2 separate regions of the Oryctolagus cuniculus genome follow, and region 2 is linked to region 1. A link is a contact called in public Hi-C data. All regions are on one chromosome and are shown on one strand. The core of a region is the stretch at or near the end of the contact, and the rest is flanking DNA. Distances in the headings are between cores, read along the strand shown.

Region 1 (3,837 bases), core at 756-3,255:
TCCGAAATATGGATGCCAGTTCCTGTTTTCGGCCACTCCGCTTCCAATCCAGCTCCCTGAAAATGGCCAAGGAAAAACAGTGGAAGATGGTCCACATGTTTAGAGCCCTGCCAACCATGTGGGAGACCGGGATGAAGCTCCTGATTCCTGGCTCCTGGCTTTGGCCTGGTCCAGTCCCAACCATTGTGGTCGTCTGGGAGTGAACCAGCAGATGGAAGATCGATCTCCATCTCTGTCTCTGTCTCTCCCTCTCTCTCTTTAAATCTGACTTTAAAATAAATCTTTAAAAAAAAAAAAGTTTTCTAAAATTCATAACCTAGGTTTCTATTGTTAAAATATTTGATGGCAGGGCCGGCGCCACGGCTCACTAGGCTAATCCTCCACCTTGCAGCGCCGGCACACCAGGTTCTAGTCCCGGTCGGGGCGCCGGATTCTGTCCCGGTTGCCCCTCTTCCAGGCCAGCTCTCTGCTGTGGCCAGGGAGTGCAGTGGAGGATGTCCCAAGTGCTTGGGCCTTGCACCCCATGGGAGACCAGGAAAAGCACCTGGCTCCTGGCCTTGGATCAGCGCGGTGCGCCAGCCGCAGCGCACCGGCTGCGGTGGCCATTGGAGGATGAACCAACGGCAAAGGAAGACCTTTCTCTCTGTCTCTCCTTCTCACTGTCCACTCTGCCTGTCAAAAAAAAAAAAAATCACAAAAAAAAAAAAGAAAGAAAAAAATGCTTGATGGCAATTTATAAGAAATGGCAAACTATCACCAAAATAATTGTATTGCTTTCTGTTACATATATTTTCATTCTTATTAACACATAGTAAAATATGTTACATAGTATACTACATTTGCAATATATGACATATATTAAATATTTTGTATGGACATATTTATGGGGTACAATGTGACATTTCAATACATGTACATGTATAAATGTTGAATTGTACTGTTTTGGAAACAAACCATTATATATTATTCACATTGTAGAATAAACGTTAACTCACAATTTAAAGGCATTTTTCAAAGTCTTTTAAAGAACTGAATATTGGCCCATGGCCTTCAAATGTAAAACACCTTCTTATCTATATAAGATCTTATTATATCAGAATTTGACAATAAACATGTGACACACAACCAAGAAAGTTAATTGTTTAACTCTTTGCACCTATATTCTAGAATCATATACTTATTTGTCGTTTGCTATACCATACAGCACAGGTTATTTTCAGGCTGAGATACACTTGATGGGAAGAAAAGGGCATGGTGAAAAGCAGAAAAGGGAAAGAAGGTGAAAAGCAAAAAAGTATGAGAAGAATGAGGAAAACCAAAGTTTACTATCTGCCAAGTTTTAGAAGTTCAAACACAGGCAAACAATAGTGGAATCAGGACTCAGAGTCCTATACCATACTTTCCCTAAACACAACCTCTTTTTGAAAATTATTTTAATATTCAAACAATTATTTTATCTTGTAAGATCACATGAGACACCAGAACCCACAAGCTAACAAAACCAATATGATCTTCATAGTCCTCTTTGAGACCTGGATAAAAGGCAGTTTCTTTTTAAATTTGTATGCGCCCACATTTTCTGATTTTTTTTGGTCAGTGACCACTTAATACTTATGTAATACTCGAACACTACCTTATGTAATTTAAAGTGATGCATTATTTTAATTATCAACAGTAACTTGACAGTTCAAACAAAAACACATTCTTTTCCAAAGAATTTGGAGCTTATCTTAAACATCTATAGTTAAACTGAGTTAAAATGCTAAGTGCTAGAAAAAATATTTTCCCTAGTAACCCTCAGAAAGAGCAGTGAATATCAAAATCATAGTGTTTTATTCTTGAGGAAATCCAAAGGAAAAAAATCAAACTTGTCCGTTTCACAACTATCATCATCCATGATTCAAAAATGTCACCAGACTTTTCAGAGCTCTCACAGAACCTGGAGAGGAGAAGGATTAGATGTAGGAGGGGGAAGTGGCATCTCTATTCTAAGCAGCATGACACAGAACAGGATGTAACAAAATAATCTATTTCCGGCATAGCCACATGGGTCCTCAGTTGTGCTAGGACCAGTCTGAGGTTCACTTGCCAAGGAGTTACAGATTCCCCCAGCAAGCTCCAAGTCAGATCAGTCTGAACCCAATCCCAATGAAGTTTATCCAAGATCCATAAATCCTGAGACTAGACAGAATTTAACAACAGTTTAATTAAGTACATCTGGGCCTTTGTCAGTTAACATCTGTGGTTCTATTAGGAATGTTGTTCAGTACTAAGGAAAACCACAACTCTTAAGTTTAACTTCATTTTCAAGACAAATGATCAATGTTATGAAAATTTCCAAAAAATAAGATCAAATTGGGAAGGGGATGCAAACAGAACTGTAGAGCTATACCATAACGTACTTTTCCATTCCTACACCTCCACCGGGCAGACAGGAATCCAAGTTTTACAGAGGAAACTGATTGTGAAAGATATCAAATAACTTGTCAGAGATCAAAAGTAGCAGAACTGAATTCTATCTGATCCAGAACCCTTGTTTCCTCCCAAATGTATGTCGCCTGCCATTTCCTCTGCTTGATATTAAACTCCCTAAAATAGCAAGTTCCCCTCATTTATTTTCAAATCCTGTCAACTTGTCATTCATCTACACTGCTGAAGGGGGTATAATTGGTACAATCTCTGGTGTGCAACTTCACAGTACATATTTAAGACGAGAAAAACGTGCACATCAGTTGACTCAGCAATTTCACATGTAAGAAATGCTGTCAAGGAAAAAAATTAAGATATTTCCAGAAATACAGCTAAGAAGATGTTTACCACTTCACTGTTCACAACAGCAAAGGAAAAACACCAACAATAGGGGCTGTTTCAAGAAATTAGACATAACTACAAAGCAGAATATTGTATCTTCACGAGGCAGAAATTTATTTATCTTTATAGACACAGGAAAAAAATTCACAGTATATGAAAACAAAGTTCCAACACACTAGAAGAGGCCCAGGAACTGTAAGTGAATAAAGACAATAAATCAGATCTTATATTATGATCCCATTTTTATTTAATAAATACAAAATATTCAAAAACATCCAGAATTAACTACAAGTGATTTTTATTTTATTCTTTCCGCCTATTGTATCTTTTGAAATGCAGCCAATGTATAATTAGCAATAAAGCACCCAAGCTTCTCGATCATCTCTCCTCCAGGCCACCTCAAACAGAATATGGGCATTTCCGCAGATCTGTTCACAGCAACTTGCCCCATGATGCCAGGTCATTCTCCTTCAAAGAATCTAGAGAGCAGGTGGGGTTAAGGCAGCTATCAGAGTACGGATTACTTCTGAGCTGACAAAGACACTCGAAATCTATTTCAATGCCGGTGGTCTACAGACAGTTAACCAAAGATATCCAGTCAGAAAACTTTTAAGAAATGGTATTCTGTCTTACAAGGCTGTCATTCTAAATGTACAACAATCCACGCTGTATACTGCATGACTCCTGAGAGGACATCCAGGTGAGAGAACTGACCAACCTTGTTTTTAAGACATTATCTAAGATCTGGAGACACCTGCTCTCATCATCAGTATCAAAACGCCTATCCCCATCCTGCATTAATCCATCTTTCCCCTCTTACCTGTGCTATGGTGCAGATGTGGTTTGTCCCTGAAGGGTACACATGCAGGGGACTTGGTTGCCAGTGCGGTGGTATTAAGAACTGGTAGAGAGGCTGGCGTGTGGTGCAGTGAGTAAAACCGCCACCTGCAGTGCCAGCATCCCATATGGGTGCCGGTTCAAGTCCCTGCTGCTCCACTTCCGATCTAGCTTTCTGCTATGGCCTGG
Region 2 (3,837 bases), core at 506-3,005, 43 kb after region 1:
CAGCTTTGTAAGTTATGCAGAGGACAGTAAATATTAAGCTGCCTCAGAATTTACGCTACTGTACTTCCATTTTTAAGACCTGTATCTCAACTCCCCAGATGCCATCATCCACAGACACCATGCAGCTACCCCACAGACTTTCAGTGTCACCATTTATTATTTATAGCATTAAATGGGGGAAGTGGCTCTGATGTCACCAACCCTACCCAGTGGAATCACTGACTCAATAAACATTTTCACACTGGAGAAAATCTGGCTAGGAAAACATTTTGCTGGGTTAAGTAGATTCTTTAGCCTTTTCTCTCTCCACCCTACCAGGGTTGAAGTTGCTACAGTCTTGGGAGAGATACAAAGAAACTGTCGAGGCTTCTACAGGAAGAATCCCTGGGCATGGTCGTTTGCTGAAGCAAAGACTTCCTTCCCTCCAGAGCCCCGTTTGATTTATCTTCAATTGGCAGGTAATTCCTGCCATATTTTATTTCCTCCACCACATCGGCCGCCAATTAGCAAATTCTTCACTTCTGCTAGCCACTCTCGCATGGTCCTGTTTCTAAAAACTCCTCTGGATCCAAGTCGTAGACGGAAAGGGGAGGAGGGTGTCCGTGAACCGGGGAGTATCAGCCAATGGCTTCTAACAGAAGAATGGTCGCTCCCCCCAGGGGCCAAGGAACCCTCCCCCCCTCTTTTTTTTTTTTTTTTTTTTTTTAGAGAGAAGAAAGAATTGGCGGCAGTGATGAGCTCGACGGTCGCCTCGCTCCACCCCCCACCCCACCCCCAATTTCCCAAAGCAGCTCAAGGAAACGTGAAGTTATGGTTTCCCTTTCCAAGGGGATGGAATCCAGAGTACCTGGGGCCTCGCTGTGCAAACATCCCTCTCGGCTGGGTAGGAAACCCTTTGTCCGAGAAGCCTGACACCACAGGAGCCCAGGGAAGAGGCCCCTGATCCGTAACAGCCTCTGATCAGAGAGCTCCCCACCTCCCCAGTCCTGTAGGGCCTATCCCAGGCATCCACACAGCCCTGGGCTGGAGAGAGGGTGCTGAGACCCCTCTTAGGACCCGGAGGCCGAGGCAGCCCGTAACGATCTCCTCTGTACTCTCTCCCACCACCACCTCATTCGGCCTAAGTGGTGCTTGCAAGCGCGGTGCGGGCCTGAGCCAGAGAAATACAAGGTGCGCGCGCGGGGGGGGGGGGGGGGGGGGATGATCGCCTCCTAAAAGAAAGAGAATGAGATGCTAGCACGATGTGACCTAAAGCTACAGCATGAACGAGCGAGGGTCGTTCCGAAAGATGGGCCGGAGACGGGACAGGGACGGGGGGGGGTGGGGGGAGAACCGAGGGGCATGGAGGGGGCCGGGCCAAGTCCGGCCTGAGATCTCGAGGGATCGGGAGGCACCGCGCTGGGCCCGAGGCCAGGACACGGCTGGCCCGGATCTGGGCCGAGGCGGCGGGGAAGGGCCAAGGCCAGCCTCGCGCCGGACGTTGAGGTGGGCAGGCCCGCCTGGGGCCGGACGGACGGAAGAACGGACGGTCCAGCGGGCCGCACTCACCATGAGCTCGATGGTCTTGTCTTCAATCACCGAGTCGGGCTCCATGGCGGCCCCGGCGGCCCCGCCTCGCTCTCCCCGCGCAGCAGCGAACGGCCCGGGCGGAGGAGGCGACGGCGGAGGCTGCAGAGGCGGAGGCGGCTCTCGCACCCACTCTAGCTGCCAGCCCGCCCGGGCCGCCGGCAGCTCCGCCCTCCCCCTCGGCGAACGCAGTACGCACGGCGGGCACTACAGCTCCCAGCAGGCGCCGCGGGCCCCGCAGAGCGTTGTGGGAACGAGAAGCCGACCCCGAGCCGAGCTTTCCTGATAGCCGGAAGCCAATTCTGAGCCGAAAGTAGCACTGCCCTGTGAACGCGGGACGTACAGACCAGAAGAATTAAGGGCTGGCTCGGGGTAGGGTCTCGGGAGCGCCACGACTACATGTCCCAGAAAGACTTGCGCGCAGGTTCTCCTTCCGGCTGCCTTCTCTTGACTTCCTGGCAGCCTAAGGCTGCGGAGACCGGGACGGAAACTCGGAGACGACTCCCCGCTTGTCAGAGATCCTGCGTGTGCGACCAGTTTCCGCACATGCGCGATGGGTGTCTGCAGTGCCCATTCGACGCCTAAGTAGCGAGGCTTCGGGTCCGCCGGTGCTTGGGGGAGGGCGAGGGGGAGGTGGTGGAGACTGATGGATTGAGTGCATTAGGAAGGTGGGCTCTTGGGGCTCAAGTGTGGGAAGAGGACGGCAAGAGAGAGAAGCTTGACCGAGGGAAGCAGCTGGAAGGGTATGGGAGGACTGAGGGGGCTGGAGATGAAGTTGGGGAAGGGGGATGCTGACGTGCTGTGGGCCTGTCTGGCTGCCCCACGGATTAGGAGCTGAGAGACCAAAGGGAACGTGCGTGGGCTGAGCCGCTCTTCCTCATTCATTCGTTCAGAGCTGCTTTGTAAGCATCCACCTTTGCCGCGTACAGCTGTAGGCACAGGGAGTCAGCTCTCAACATGACTCTGTTCTCGTGGAGTTTAATTGTGAGAGGAAGGCGGCAGACACGAACGGGAAGAATGGCAGGTGCTCAGAAGCAAAACTTGGAGACTCCTCTCAGTTGAACTCAGCCTCCTGACTTTGCAGACTTCGCCATTCCTCTGACCAGAACCCAGCGGGAACACACGGAGGGTTGAACGCATTGCTTTTCCTGCTAGTTGAAGTGAGTGAGAGCACACACCAGGAGAAGCCGGAGGAGGGCGTCTCAGGAAGGTGATCCGGGAGACTTGAGGCCGTCGAGACTGTCAGGCAGTGGTGGTCATTCGTTGATCGTCCATCTCAATAAATCTTATCAGAAGGAAGGGAATTTTGGGTAGAGGCTTAAGCTTTAGTTGGTAAAGGAGCAGCAGCCCCCTCCAACTAACTGGAATGGGTGTTTGGTCATTTTTTGTGGTTTGGACAACATTGGTGTTTTATCTGCATTCAGGCATGATTAAGGATGGTCTCGGTTTTTGTCTTGACCACTCCTGGTCACAGCTTGGCCTTGTCTGATGTTAATGTTCTGTCCAATGATTCGTGTTCTACATGAGTGTACGAGGCCTAGCGGTCAGCTGTCATCTACTGATGTTACAGCCTGGATGATTGTACCAGGCCAGCTTCCAAGTGCTTTCCATTTTCCTCAAGTGTTTTTTCATTCTCACACCTGTAAAGCAAAGGGACTGGATGACCTAGAAGTGTTTGCATTTCCGAGAGCTAAATTATTGCAGTGATTTGTATGCATTGAAGACAGTGTTAAGTTTCATGCAGGTAGAGTTTGAAGTTTCATTGTCCTTATCTGGTGCTTTTCACCAAGAAATTGAAAGAAAAGCAATAGGAAGAAACCGGAATTAAACAGTTGCCACCACTAACTTACTGCCTGAATTTCACCAGAGGCAGTGCTGCTGTATCTGGGCCTTGGTTGGAACACTCTAGGGAGTGTAAACAAGGGAATTAAAATTAATGACCTCTGCTTCTGTTACCTATTGCAACATAACAGACCACCCCAAGATTTAGTAGCTTAGAATAACAGAGTTTATTATTTTTTACAATTGTGTGGGTTGACCAGGCTCAGCTAGACCCACATGGTGTAATCTGAAGTTAGTCATGGGCCTGAAATCAGCTGGGGACTCATTCAAAGTGACTTTGTGGCCCCTGCGGTCTCTCTTCACCACATGGCTTCTTCTTTAAAAAAAAAAAAATGATTTATTTAATTTGAAAGGCAGAGTTACAGAGAAGGGAAAAGAGAGAGAAAGATATCTTCCATCCTCTGGTTCACTCCCCAAATGGCCACAACG

What was found. A called contact is a pair of places that touch in the nucleus more often than the background predicts.
Region 2: a Hi-C map of embryonic fibroblasts shows a contact between it and region 1, with 1.6 times the contacts expected there. The contact joins the promoter of FBXW11 here to the enhancer-like site in region 1. A contact is called at or near these places in 2 of 6 Hi-C or Micro-C datasets (embryonic fibroblasts and psoas muscle).

Annotation. Positions count from the first base shown.
Region 1 is chr6:58,649,761-58,653,597 of mOryCun1.1, forward strand. The region is part of intron 1 of FBXW11 (F-box and WD repeat domain containing 11); the gene reads right to left. Among named protein-coding and RNA genes, the nearest start is that of FBXW11, 43 kb to the right of the region's middle. Within about 2 kb of position 2,006, at least 1 of the 8 cell types and tissues checked has an H3K27ac peak or open chromatin away from gene starts, as enhancers often do.
Region 2 is chr6:58,693,074-58,696,910 of mOryCun1.1, forward strand. It overlaps FBXW11 (F-box and WD repeat domain containing 11), which reads right to left and starts at 1,756. Exons shown (of 13, transcript XM_002710378.5): 1 at 1,549-1,756. The coding sequence starts at 1,593. It overlaps LOC127490551 (a long non-coding RNA gene), which reads left to right and starts at 1,959. Exons shown (of 2, transcript XR_007918551.2): 1 at 1,959-2,166; 2 at 2,651-3,837.